3 separate regions of the Mus musculus genome follow, and regions 1 and 2 are each linked to region 3. A link is a contact called in public HiChIP or PLAC-seq data. All regions are on one chromosome and are shown on one strand. The core of a region is the stretch at or near the end of the contact, and the rest is flanking DNA. Distances in the headings are between cores, read along the strand shown.

Evidence for each region. HiChIP or PLAC-seq counts read pairs in DNA pulled down with a chosen protein or histone mark.
Region 1: a contact with region 3 is called in an HNF4G HiChIP or PLAC-seq map of pancreatic cancer cells. The contact joins two enhancer-like sites. A contact is called at or near these places in 1 of 15 datasets of contacts at CTCF or cohesin (the NIH/3T3 cell line), 2 of 484 Hi-C or Micro-C datasets (the 3T3-L1 cell line and germinal center B cells) and 2 of 115 datasets of contacts at active chromatin or transcription factors (embryonic stem cells and pancreatic cancer cells).
Region 2: a contact with region 3 is called in a CTCF HiChIP or PLAC-seq map of the NIH/3T3 cell line, with 11 read pairs. The contact joins two enhancer-like sites. A contact is called at or near these places in 1 of 15 datasets of contacts at CTCF or cohesin (the NIH/3T3 cell line) and 4 of 484 Hi-C or Micro-C datasets (the 3T3-L1 cell line, 3T3-L1-derived adipocytes, bone marrow-derived macrophages and 1 more).

The regions. Positions count from the first base shown.
Region 1 is chr10:96,720,536-96,724,531 of GRCm38.p6, reverse strand. The region is part of intron 2 of Gm33897 (a long non-coding RNA gene); the gene reads right to left. Among named protein-coding and RNA genes, the nearest start is that of Gm33897, 6.8 kb to the right of the region's middle. Within about 2 kb of position 1,856, at least 146 of the 459 cell types and tissues checked have an H3K27ac peak or open chromatin away from gene starts, as enhancers often do. A contact at or near this core is called in pancreatic cancer cells, where this site is marked.
Region 2 is chr10:96,922,933-96,926,904 of GRCm38.p6, reverse strand. No RefSeq gene overlaps it. Among named protein-coding and RNA genes, the nearest start is that of Gm46240, 24 kb to the right of the region's middle. Within about 2 kb of position 2,639, at least 26 of the 459 cell types and tissues checked have an H3K27ac peak or open chromatin away from gene starts, as enhancers often do.
Region 3 is chr10:96,804,863-96,808,706 of GRCm38.p6, reverse strand. No RefSeq gene overlaps it. Among named protein-coding and RNA genes, the nearest start is that of Gm33897, 91 kb to the right of the region's middle. Within about 2 kb of position 1,931, at least 40 of the 459 cell types and tissues checked have an H3K27ac peak or open chromatin away from gene starts, as enhancers often do. A contact at or near this core is called in pancreatic cancer cells, where this site is marked.

The sequences.
Region 1 (3,996 bases), core at 607-3,106, 84 kb after region 3:
GAAAACAGAGTCCTTTTCTTTAAGAATGTAGCGCCCTCCCCCCCCCCAACCCCGCCCCCTAAAGTAGTCCACTCTCCAGTGGCTACTCTCCAGATATCCAAGACTATTTGGACAGCACAAATTGGTCCTGATAGATAAAATTAAAAAAAAAAAAAAAAGTGTCCGTGGGTAGGGAATTGAGGACTGGTCTGAAAAGAGATAGGAGACCAGGCAAATAAGATCAAAACGCATTTCGAGAAACACTCGAAGAATTAATGAATTACCCTTCAAGCTATGCAAGCTGCTGGCTGTTACTGAACGGCCTGGCTTAGCTGACTCCCGTAGGCTGAGCCTGGAATTTTAGAATAAAGCATAAATGAGTTTGAGACCTAGATCTGCTGCTCTTCCTAGAAGGACCTTCATGCATGTGCCTGCCCCTTTCTTAACCTGCTTCCGTTCTGTAAAAGGAGTTTTGTGAAACTTAAATGAGAAGGTGCTCTATCTATCACCCGGGCTAGTAATCAGACTGAGCGGCTATAAATGAAACAGACCCAACTAAAACTGCCTGCGACAAAGAAATGGCTGCTACGGGTTAGGCGCAAACGCCAGAAACAAGTTGAATTTAGCCGCATGCGGATCTGGGACTTTAAATGTAGTCTCAAGACTGGATGCTCACCCTGTGTGTTCTGGCTCCCGTCTTTTACCTTGTGGCTCTGTTTTGTTGTTTCGCCTCATTCTTCAACAGGTTCCAAAACAATCCTAGCAGACATTCTCAAAGATGTAAAACCTGCCTCTCATCAAAGCTCCCTGTGGATGGATCCAGCCCTGAGTCTCTCACTATGGACAAGAAAGAACTGGGGAGCGCATGAGCAAGAGGCCCGGATATGGAGAGAGCATCCTGGGACTAGAGCCCAGCCGAAGCCACAGAAAGTGGGACACGAGCACTTCCCACAAGAAGACATAACCTGATACCCTCTTTCTTTTCTTCTCTTCTCTTCTTTTCAGAAAGTGGCTATGTGTCTAAGCAGATATCCATGCAATCCAATATTATCTCATCTTTTCTAAAAGAGAATGGAGAACCTTTCCTTAGCCTTCTTTAAAGGACCAGAGACAGCAATGTCCAAACCATAGTGTCTGGTGATACTGAGTTTTAAGAGTAACTTTTACTATACAGACTAGAGTAAAATACTGTTGTTCCTCCGGTCACACTAAAGACAACTTGTGGGCTGGCTCTTCTTGTTTGCCTGTGTGGTTTTGACAGATAGGAATTTGTTCTCATTGGCCTGAACCATGTAAGTATGTTGTCTCTGTGTTTCATGTCATGCAAGGGAAGTACGTGTTCAAGTCTACCATGGTTTTAAAACACTGGTTTTCCTTGCACGGTTCCAGAGTGGTGAGGTTGGTTTCATGAAGTTCTCTGAGAGAGCTCCTTCCAGCGGAAATGTCAAAGGCCGCGATTTGCACCTTTGTTGCAAATGAGACAATAGAGAAATGTGGAAAAGCACTCAGATACATAGCACAGCCTAATTAATTAAATTCTTCTTGTGGGTATCAAGGTCCACTCCTGGAGGCGAGCTAGTAAAAACAATGAACTGTGTGGATCTGGCATTTAAAGCCTTGACCACATATTTGCCCATCATCCTGACAGAAATGTCATTGCAGGAAGTTGTTAAAGGGACGAATACCACGGACTTGCAAATTGCCACAGCCCAGAACAGGCGGATTTTTACCCCCATAGAACCCTCCTGTTTTGTGGCTCCACTGTAAAGCTCTGGAAACAAGCAGGCTGTGGGAGGAGCAACCCGAAGGGAGGGAGAGCATTTCTGGGCGTGTCTTGGACCCTGGCCCCTAGCCCCGCCCTCCACAGTGAGCCACAGTTGTAGTGCCTGTGTTTACATTTGTACAAGCTGCTAGGACAGGCCCAGGCAGGGCTAAAGCAGGACCAGGCGCTTCTATCACACGCTGAGCAGAGAATGAGTCTCATTGGGGAAACAGTGAATCTGAGCATTGGGATCCTGCCAGTGGGAAATTCACATGCATGAAGAGACTGGTTCTTGCCCGTAGTTTGAAACAAGTGAAGGAAATAGAAAGGAGGGAACAAAGGACATCAGGAGGAGGAAAAACTCGGCCCCACTGTTATGCCCAGGTGGATGAAAAAGCTGAACTAGGGTTTGAACATACAGGAATCAGAAGTTAATCCATTTTCTGTCGCAAATGTGTTTGCATCGGAAGTTGAAGAGGTTTTGTCATCCTTCATAAACTCGTAATAATTTCTGGGAATATTTCTAAAAGCATGGCAGCTCTGGGAGATCTGGTGCCATCTGGATCATGAAGAGACAAAGCCAGAGTGTGCTAACCTCTGCACCTTCTAGGATTGGCTGTGTGTGCCTTCCCGTGTTTACTATGGCCCAAATTGAGCACGAGACCAGAACTAACAAGGGAGACTGGCCATCCGTGTTCTGAAGTACAGCGCGGGGCATTTGACCTTTTTGTTGTGTAGCCCACTTGCTCACTATGTTCTCCCAATTTCTCGTTGTTTCATTTTGGTAATCCAGGCTGGTATGTATAGAAGATGAATCTGTGTGTGCAGATTCTCCTTCCTCCAACACCTAAGTATAGGAATTAAATAGCATTAAAGGCACACGGGACCACGCTCAGTTTAACGCCGTAGTAGGGATACTAACCAGGGCTTCATTCATGCTAAGCTAAGCAAGCTTTCTACCTATTGAACTACATCCCCAGCTTCACAGGCTTGGTTTTAAAAACAAACAAACAAACAAAAACTGTCCCCACAAGCCACCTGAGCAGTCACCCGCAAACTTCTGAAATAGCTGGAATATACCCCCTCCACCCATGCTATCTCACCACAAAGACCTCCTACTATCTTTCTAGCCAATTTTTTTTTTCCTTTTAGAGGAGCTCTCAAGGGCACACCTCCCTTATCCGACCCAATAGCACATCCCATCCCACAGAAGCCTTGTCTGCATATCCATTCTTTCAAGACACAGAAGAGCTAACTACAAAAGCATCACAAGCCCGCCTCAGCTGACCTAGCAAATCACAAGCAGGACATGTGACCTCTGACTGCTTAAGACACCCGAAGGCTCCCGCTGATACCCGTCCCCACCCCGCACTCCTTATAGAAAAAATAAAGGAAATTATTCACCCCTGGGGCTGTGGTAAAGACAGTGAGTGCAGGCAGATCCTCATTAAGGAGAGCTAAATCTGGCCTGACAGAGTCTTCACACTAGATCTCAGGACCCTGCCCATTGTGGCTCTGTGATTTCTAAGGACTAACAACTCCATACGATGGCCACTTCAGAATCAGAAAGACTGTCGACCACAGGCTGGCAGATGACAATTACCCAATGTGAGACTGGGGCACAAGACTGAGAAGTCAAAGCAAAACCTCACAGTGTCACATGGGTTTATCCTGTTCAGAGAAGCAGTCTTTCTCACGGGGACTAGAAGGAGACCAAAGAAAACCTGAATCACCTAAACTAACTGGGTAAAAACAAAATGTCTTGGGATGCCATGAAAGGTTCTCTTTTGAAACTGGATTCCAGAGCACTTAAACTCCTATTTCATAGGTTTTTTTACTTTTTCTTTTTTTTTTTTTTTTCCAGTCTGGAAAGAAAGAAAAAGAAAAAAGGAAAGCCATTTTCTAGATCTTAAAAAAAAAGTTCATCTCACCAAAGACAAGCTGTTTTCTTCCTTCCTTCCTTTCTTTCTCACTTTCTTTCTTCCTTTCTTTCGTTCTTTTGCAATGGAATCAAATTCTGTCACTTTTTTCAAAGGTGGTGCCAGCCAGACCAGCCGTTCAGATAAGTAGTCAATGACCATTGAACTAATGAGAGCTGAGAAGGGCCAAAAAGCCTGCTTGCCAAGGTGCCAGGACGCCACCATTACACTCACTCGGATGAATGGGGCATCACATTTCCAAAATGCTCCAGTCACAAATACTAATGCAGGCCCAGCCCAGGACCCAGGCCATCACAGTCACTCCGTGTTTATGGA
Region 2 (3,972 bases), core at 1,390-3,889, 120 kb before region 3:
TTGATCACTAATTGAGAAAATGCCTTATAGTTGGATCTCATGGAGGCATTTCCTCATCTGAAGCTCCTTTCTCTGTGATAACTCCAGTTTGTGTCAAGTTGACACAAAACCAGCTAGTTTTGTGTCACAAAACACAGGTCCATATCATCTATTCTTGGTATTCTATAATAGCTTCCTAGCCTGTCCCCAGGCTTCCTGTCTTTCAATTATGTCCAACTGTGCACCACAAGTTTGTCAATCTGAGATAGCTATGTCTAGACCTACTGAAGCACCTGCTGCCCTACAGGGTGACTATGGCTGCCATGTTATCCTCTAGGTCACTTGCAACTCCAGTGGGCCTTTTCCACTTGGTCAGATACTACTATCTGTTGCTTTGGCTACATTTTCTTCCCCAATGACCCTGCCTGGAGCTACTGTACTCCAGACCAGAGCCAGACAAGGATGAGCTGGTCTGGCTCCAACTACTGTGGATGCTTCTCTGGGCAAACATGCTCTGGTTTACCAAGAAAAATCTCAGCACTTCTATTATTGAACTGGCTAATTTTTTTATGCCACAGGTGCTTGGTACATGCCACTCTTGTCTAATGTCCTTTCCTGCTTCCTACTGGCAGGATCACCCTTATGGTACAATACAAAATATCCAGACAGTCCTGTAATAGGGGACACAAGGAGCTTGACATTTGATTGATTAGTAGCAAATTCTCCTCTCATTCTGTCTTTATAATGAGCCACTCTAGCCAAAGCCAACATGATAGGAGAGACTCTATTTCAACTTACAGTTTTTAAGTAGTCCTTTATCACTGAGGAAAGTAAAGGCAGGAACTCAAACAAGAACTAAAGTAGAAACAACATATAAATGTCTATTGCTTCACTCTCTGGCTTAGGCCCAAGTAGCTGTTGAATGCATCCAGGGACCAGTTGCTGAGAGCTGGTGCTTCTCATAACAGGCTGGGCCCTTCCTTATAAGTCAACAGCTGGGAAAATGTCCACCACAGACATGCTCACAGGCCAGTCTGATCACGGCAAAGTTTCGATTGAAAATTCCCCTTCTCTGGGGAATCCAGGTTGTGTGTAGTTGACAGAAAACAAACAAACAAACAAAAAAACAACTAACCAGGACCAGGACATAAGGAAACATTACTGAGACCCAATGACAACACAATGACACAAAATTTATTACATGCTCATCCCATGATGCTACCTGTATCTATCATGGGTATTATATTGACCTATGTGAACCTGTTGAATTGTGCATGTTTGGCATTTTTCTTTTTCGATTTTACATGTATTCGAATGGGAAAGATAGAGGAAAGCCTCAGATATTACACCTCAGAAGCTGTCTACTTTATGAGACAGTCTCTCACTGACCGGGGACTGACTGACTAGGTTAGGTAGACTAGCTTATGAGGCACAGGCATCTGCCTGTCTCCACCGCTCTGGGCTTCTTCATATGGATTCTTCTTAGGTCTCTATGTTTGTACTGTAGGCAACTTACCCACTGAGCCATCTCCCCAGCTCTTTGCAGACTTCTTAAGAGATTTCATTTTCTTTCCTTTCCATGGCTAACAGAGAGCCCAACTCAAAACTCTCTGATTTGTGTTCATAAATAATTACGAATGAATTACGGTGCATCAACCTTTCTTGGATAGTCAACAAGTACCAATTCCTTCACATTACCACCACTTTACATGTTAAAATTTCAATGTAATTCCTGCCCTTGTGTCATGCTTTCAAATGACTGATGTGGAGCTGGCATAGTGATTGATCTCAGTCTTTTGTCATAAGAATAACAGCTTCCAGGGCAAGAGAAAAAAAATTTCAAACTTGTTCTTCCAGTGGGGAGTGGTGAAGTAAAGGGCAGAGTTAATGCCAGCAAAGGTCCCGTCGTGTTTGGCATGCCCGATGTTTGCTGTACTTTCTGTCCTGTGTGCTGGAGCTTCTGTTTAACTGAGCTGAGGATTAAAGTATTGAACAAGCAAAGAATTGCTCAACTTTCCTGAGTGGGTGTGTCTCATTCAGTATTTGACAGAAAACCTGTCATTTGAGTATGATATATATTTGCTGGGGTAAACCTGGATAGCTCAGGCTCAAAGGTCTTTTCTGCTCACCTGCAGTGGTAAACCCAATGTCTGCCTTACCTTCAGGCACCGAAGCCTGAAACACATTAAATTTCCATCTCCCCCCACCCCCACCCCCGGCCATTTGGATTTGAACAGTCTCTAAAACAGTCCAGTAAACAAGCAGACAAGACTCCACTTGAGTCTGCTTTATAACCTAAAGCTAAAGCGTTTGTGGAATCACAGACCAGGCTGGGGCATGTCAACTCTGCATTGAAAATCAAAGAATTGCAATTTAAAGGTAGAGGGGCAGGGTGGGGCGGGGCAGGGCTGAGCTGTTAAATCAAAATGGATACAGCTGGGTTTGCTTTTCAACATGTCTAGATGTGAGAAGGAGGTCAGAAAAGAGATGGGTGTGCTCTGCAGTTGATCTGTGACAGAGCAGTATGGCAACAGGCCTATGTAAATTAAACAACTTAGCCAATATGGAAAACACATTTTCAGCAAGTAAATAATGCCATTTAAGGGGTCTGATTGCTAAAGCAGCCTCATTGCTTAATGGGAGGACAGTCATTCATTCAACAAATATTTACTGCCTAGCTCTGAGAGACTGGCAAGGCTGAACATTGGTAAGCAATCACTTCTGCCCTGAAGTTTGAATGTTTTTTTTGTGATGAGATTTTAAAATATTATGGAGATTTTGTTTTTCTTTCTTTGAGATAGGGCCTTACATTTCCCATCCTGGCATCAAACTCAAGCTTGTTTTTAAGCAGAAGATGATCTCGAATCTCAGCATTCCCTGCCCACTTACCCACTTCTGAGTCTGGAGACATCAGGCAGTGTCCTGAGACACATCTGGTTTATGAGATCCTGGGCATCCAACCTATGTGCCGAGGAAGCAACTGAGCAATATCTTCTGCATGAAATAGGTCATTTTCAGAAAATCAATCAATTTGTATGAAAGACCCAAAGATAGGAAAACTGCTTTTCTGTCAACACAGATGTTTGAGCAAAGCATATAAACATATTCCTAGTCTAACCTGTATCTGCGGGAATCACTCCATCCCAATACATCTGTATACAAGGATATATATGGAAGATAACACTTTTGGAGCCTCAGTTGAATGTGCTGAGTTTTGTCAGTGATCAAAGGAGACCACACTGTCTGAATTATATTCATGAAGAACACAACTACTTTATGGAAATAGGGTTTCAGGCTTCAAGTCTTAAATTTTAAACTGTTTGAATCAAGATGTATAAAGTTATGTGAAGTAAATGACAGACACCCCCCCCCCAATTTAGGCAGCTATGGATGCCATCAAAATGGCAGAATGTAGAATGCAGTAACTGCATTCTAACAGGATGAAAACAGGAGAAAAATCATCATGGAGGTGTGGCATAAAGTCACCAGAGACAAAGTGACCATCATGGACAAGGTCCAAGCTTAACAGGATGGAAGTTGGTGGACACATTAGCAGACCCCACTCCTTTGGGCGGAGAGATTCATACATTATATTACTGAAATGTCAACTGTCACCCATGAGAAGGAATATTTCTGTCTATCCTTTTCAGTTAGTATAGACTTAAGAGTTGTCTACCATATCACTCTATACTGTGTCAATGAGCATCAATCGTTGGCAGTAGACTACAAACTCTCCATACAAAATTATTTGTTCAAGTTCTCGTTTTCATAGATCATGAGCATGCACAGATTCCATGCACCTTCTGTCACACTTACTTTAATTAATTATGCATCCATTTTTTTCACGAGTATTTATGAGGCCAGTTCCGTGCCAATTATTTGGTGATGTCACTGGTAACATTTTGCAAAGATCTGGGTTCCTTCCCATCGTGGTTTGAATATAGTTGTCCCTGGGGATGGCACTATAAGGAGGTGTGGCCTTGTTAGAAGAAG
Region 3 (3,844 bases), core at 682-3,181:
CATTTTTTCAGGTGTGAAACTATCCCTTAATAGTTCTCATTGGATTTTTTGAGACAGGGTCTCACTGAACCTGGAACTCAGCCATTCATCTAGACTAGCTGGCTAGGAATTCCTACTCTACTCTGTCTGTCTCCCCAGCACTAAGATTGTGTGTGTGTGTGTGTGTGTGTGTGTGTGTGTGTGTGTGTGTGTGTGTGTGTGTGAATGCTCAGGTTTTGGATTTTATGTGGCTGACAGAGATTCAAAATTCAAAATTCAAGTCCTTACGTGCTCCCAATTTTGCCATGTTTAAAGCTTATTTTCACCTAAATATTTTTTCTCTTTGCTGTTCTTTGGCATGTTGGCATCCTTCGTGGTTCAAATCAGATGTTAGCTTCTTTCTGAAGCTCTTTGTGATCCCTTTACTGTAGACTGTTTTTCCTATACCTGGAGCACTTGCCTTCTATCACTTAAGACCCTGTGCTGTGGTTGAGTGTGTACATGTGTGTTCCTGTGTGCATCCTAAGCACCCTCCAAAAATCATGTTTTCCTGGACCTGCTTCTGTTTGCCACAGAGTTCTGTGAACCACATAATAAAGGGTACACTGAACTTTGCAATCAAATGTGTCAAAGAGCCAGTGCAGAGCGGAATATAATGTGCCACAGAAAAACAGTGAGAATGGACTTCAGACTTCATGCAGAGACGTACTAGAAGAAAGAGGAGGAAGAGAGAGGGAAAAGGACGCTGTTGGTTTCTAGCAGTGTGGACATAGAGACAACCCAAACACAAATGCATCTCAATGACTATGTCAAGTACCCAGCCACTAATAATTCCCAAGCAAAAACCCATTGGCAAAATTGAACAGGACCACCCATGAGCAGCTATGAAGCCCTTATCAAAAAACAATAAAAACTATAATATTATTCTCTTGATGAGAACACTCACAAGTAACACTAGAAAAATAGCTGGCATATATATATATATATATATATATATATAAAACCTTTCCCTCGACCTTTGTCTATGTCTGTCTATTTATACCAAACATGTGGAAGGCCAGTACCGTGCTTCTCTTCTCTTTGCTAAGGTAGACAATCTGGATTTATTTTGCATTTATCACCGTTAAACATTTTGGTTGAGCTTTACCCTAAAACCAATGTTATGATTCTCTTCACCTTGTCTGAGACTCAGCTCAGTCAGGAATGCAATCGGCTTCTTCCCCAGAAGCAAGGAGTTCTAAGGAGCAAGGTGAGACAGGAAGACAATCATGTTAAGAGGGTTTTTTTGTTTGTTTGTTTGTTTGTTTGTTTGTTTTAAATGTGCAGATTTTAATTTTGGTTGAACAACATAATGAAGTCTATTAAGATCTCAGCTTGTCTGTGAGACTTTTATTTCAATAGAGCCCTGTTGATTTGAAATCATACCTTTGTTTCAAAGGGCAAATTGTTCGAGTTATGTCGGCATTTTAAGGTTGTCTTTTTCTCCCCGATGGAAATATATTGTGTTTGACCAAAAGATGGTCTTCAATGACTAAAATAAAAAAATAACACAGAGAGGGTTGTTGCCGAGGTGCATTTACTTTAAACTATATGCAGTCTCTAAAGTACTTAGATGCATAAAGTTATTACCCCTATATTATTGCTATCTATCATCCCAACTGCTAATAAGATTCCTTAGATATGCTGAACTAAAGCGCTAAGCCATTGTTGAGGCTTTTCCTGTCATTCCACACTCAGCCACCTCTGGGGCGGGCTCCCTCCTTCTCGCCCCCCCCCCCCGCCCCCACTGCAGTTTCTTTCACTTGTGTAGACCCAGCGTTCACAGGAAAAAGAAGCCTAAGTGACAGCAAAGCCCAAGGCTTGGCTGATCAACCAAACAGGCCTGTGTGTCTTACTCCTGGGGAAGCCTATAACTATCAGAAACATTCTCCTCTCCTTAGTCATCTGTTAGTCAGGCCACGCTTGCCAGCCCCTTTCCTTCTCCTTTGGCACGAACATCTTCAGTTTCATCTTTGTCTGTGGTATATGTGGTGTAAAGTTGAAATGTATTTTGGACCTTGGTTACATTCTGCTTCACACACACTAAATCCATGTCTCCCTGTAACAGTTAAAATGAACACAGTTGCGACTGGAGAGATGGCTCAGCAGCTGACTACAGTTGTTACTTCTATAGAGGAGTGGAGTTTAGCACACAGTTCAGTTGATAAAACATTCTGTAACTCCCGCTCCAGGTGAGCATACATTCTCCTCTGGCTTCTAAGTCCTCATATATGCACACTTCACACATTCAGAGAGATACACGTGTACATAAATAAATAATAAACATCTTTTTTTTTAATTAACAGTTTTCATTTCTGGATCGATATAAATTGAACACTCTATTGATTCAAAAATTTGTGTATACTATTTCTTTTTAAATTTGTAATATTTATTGATTGATTTATTGACTGGTTTATTTATGTGATAGAGTAAGGCATGTCCCACAGCATATGTGTCAGTCAGAGAAAACCTCGTGGGAGTTCATTCTCTTGTTCTATTCTGTGGGTTACAGGGTTGAGCTTCTGTCCTCAGACCTAGCATCAAGCACCTTTATCCACTGGGACATCTCACTGGCCCCATTCTTGGTACTTTGAGAAAAGGTTTTCATCTGTATATTCTTCTATTTCCATTTAAATGCAAAATTTCCATTGTGTTTACGTAAGCAACTCAAATCATTGACATAGGAAGCAGTTCAGAGAGTATGGAAGTACGAATGAGGGATGTCTTCACAGATCACAATGTAATCTGTTCTATGCAGATGAACTCAACTTTTCACACCATCAGGATTTCATCACAAAAGATGGGCCTGCCTGAGATACTGCTCATGAAAAGTCAATAACTGCTTTTAAAACAAACATAATTCTGACTTTTGGGAAAAGCCCATCTATCTTTGTGGGCCTTTTTCTTCAAAGTAGCTTCTAATAATTGCAGATGAGTGTGTTTATTCCTTCAGTGAGGCACGTGTATTGCTTCTTAACATCTTCTAGGAGAAAGATTGGCAAGTTAGAGGAGATGAGTAGAATTATCTTCAAAATTTGTTTCATTTCTCATCTTTGTTTTTTGCTCTTTGAGTAATGCAAGTATGGAAAAAGTAGCATTTTGTATGTTAAAGCAGAGAGGATTTTAGAGCAGAAACCTAGCCCTGCTGTAAATTACAACACTTCAGGATTGCATGTTCCACATAATGAAGGACAAGAAAGGTTTTTTAATGAGTGTTCTAAAAGGGCATCACTCATAGCAATGACGGAGCTAGCCGTTTCATTACTGGTCTCATTAGTTCACATGAGTAATTTGAAGGATTATTCTCTGTTAATGTCAGAGAAGGAAACTGAGAGGCTTCGAAATGATACCAAGACACACAACATAAGGATTTTACCCTCTTGTTCCTGAGTGACCATTGGTTCATAAATCCAGCTAAGCCACCGAAAAAGTTTTCATCTAAGCTGAATACTCCATAAGACCACATACGAGAGATATTATTAAACTAAAAGACCTGATGTCTTAGGCCTCTTAATATATCTCCTCCCCGATTTTATGTTCCAGCTCCCAAGACTTTTGTATCCTATTTTGGGGTGCTGGAAATACCTTCAGCTTAGTGTCATATTTTTGCCTGAGTCCGATAATTTATTCCTAACTATACATGCTTCTCTCTGGTTGTTTAAAAAAATATTTTGATAAATGGATGTAGAAAAAAAAAAGAGAAACAGAAAAAGAATGTCTTATGTCTACAAGTAAGTCAAAGCTCTGAATCTCCCAGATGATACAGTGACTATCTGCTAGGGCACGCAGTGGTCTCATTTTATGGCTCCTCTCACAATTAGTTGTG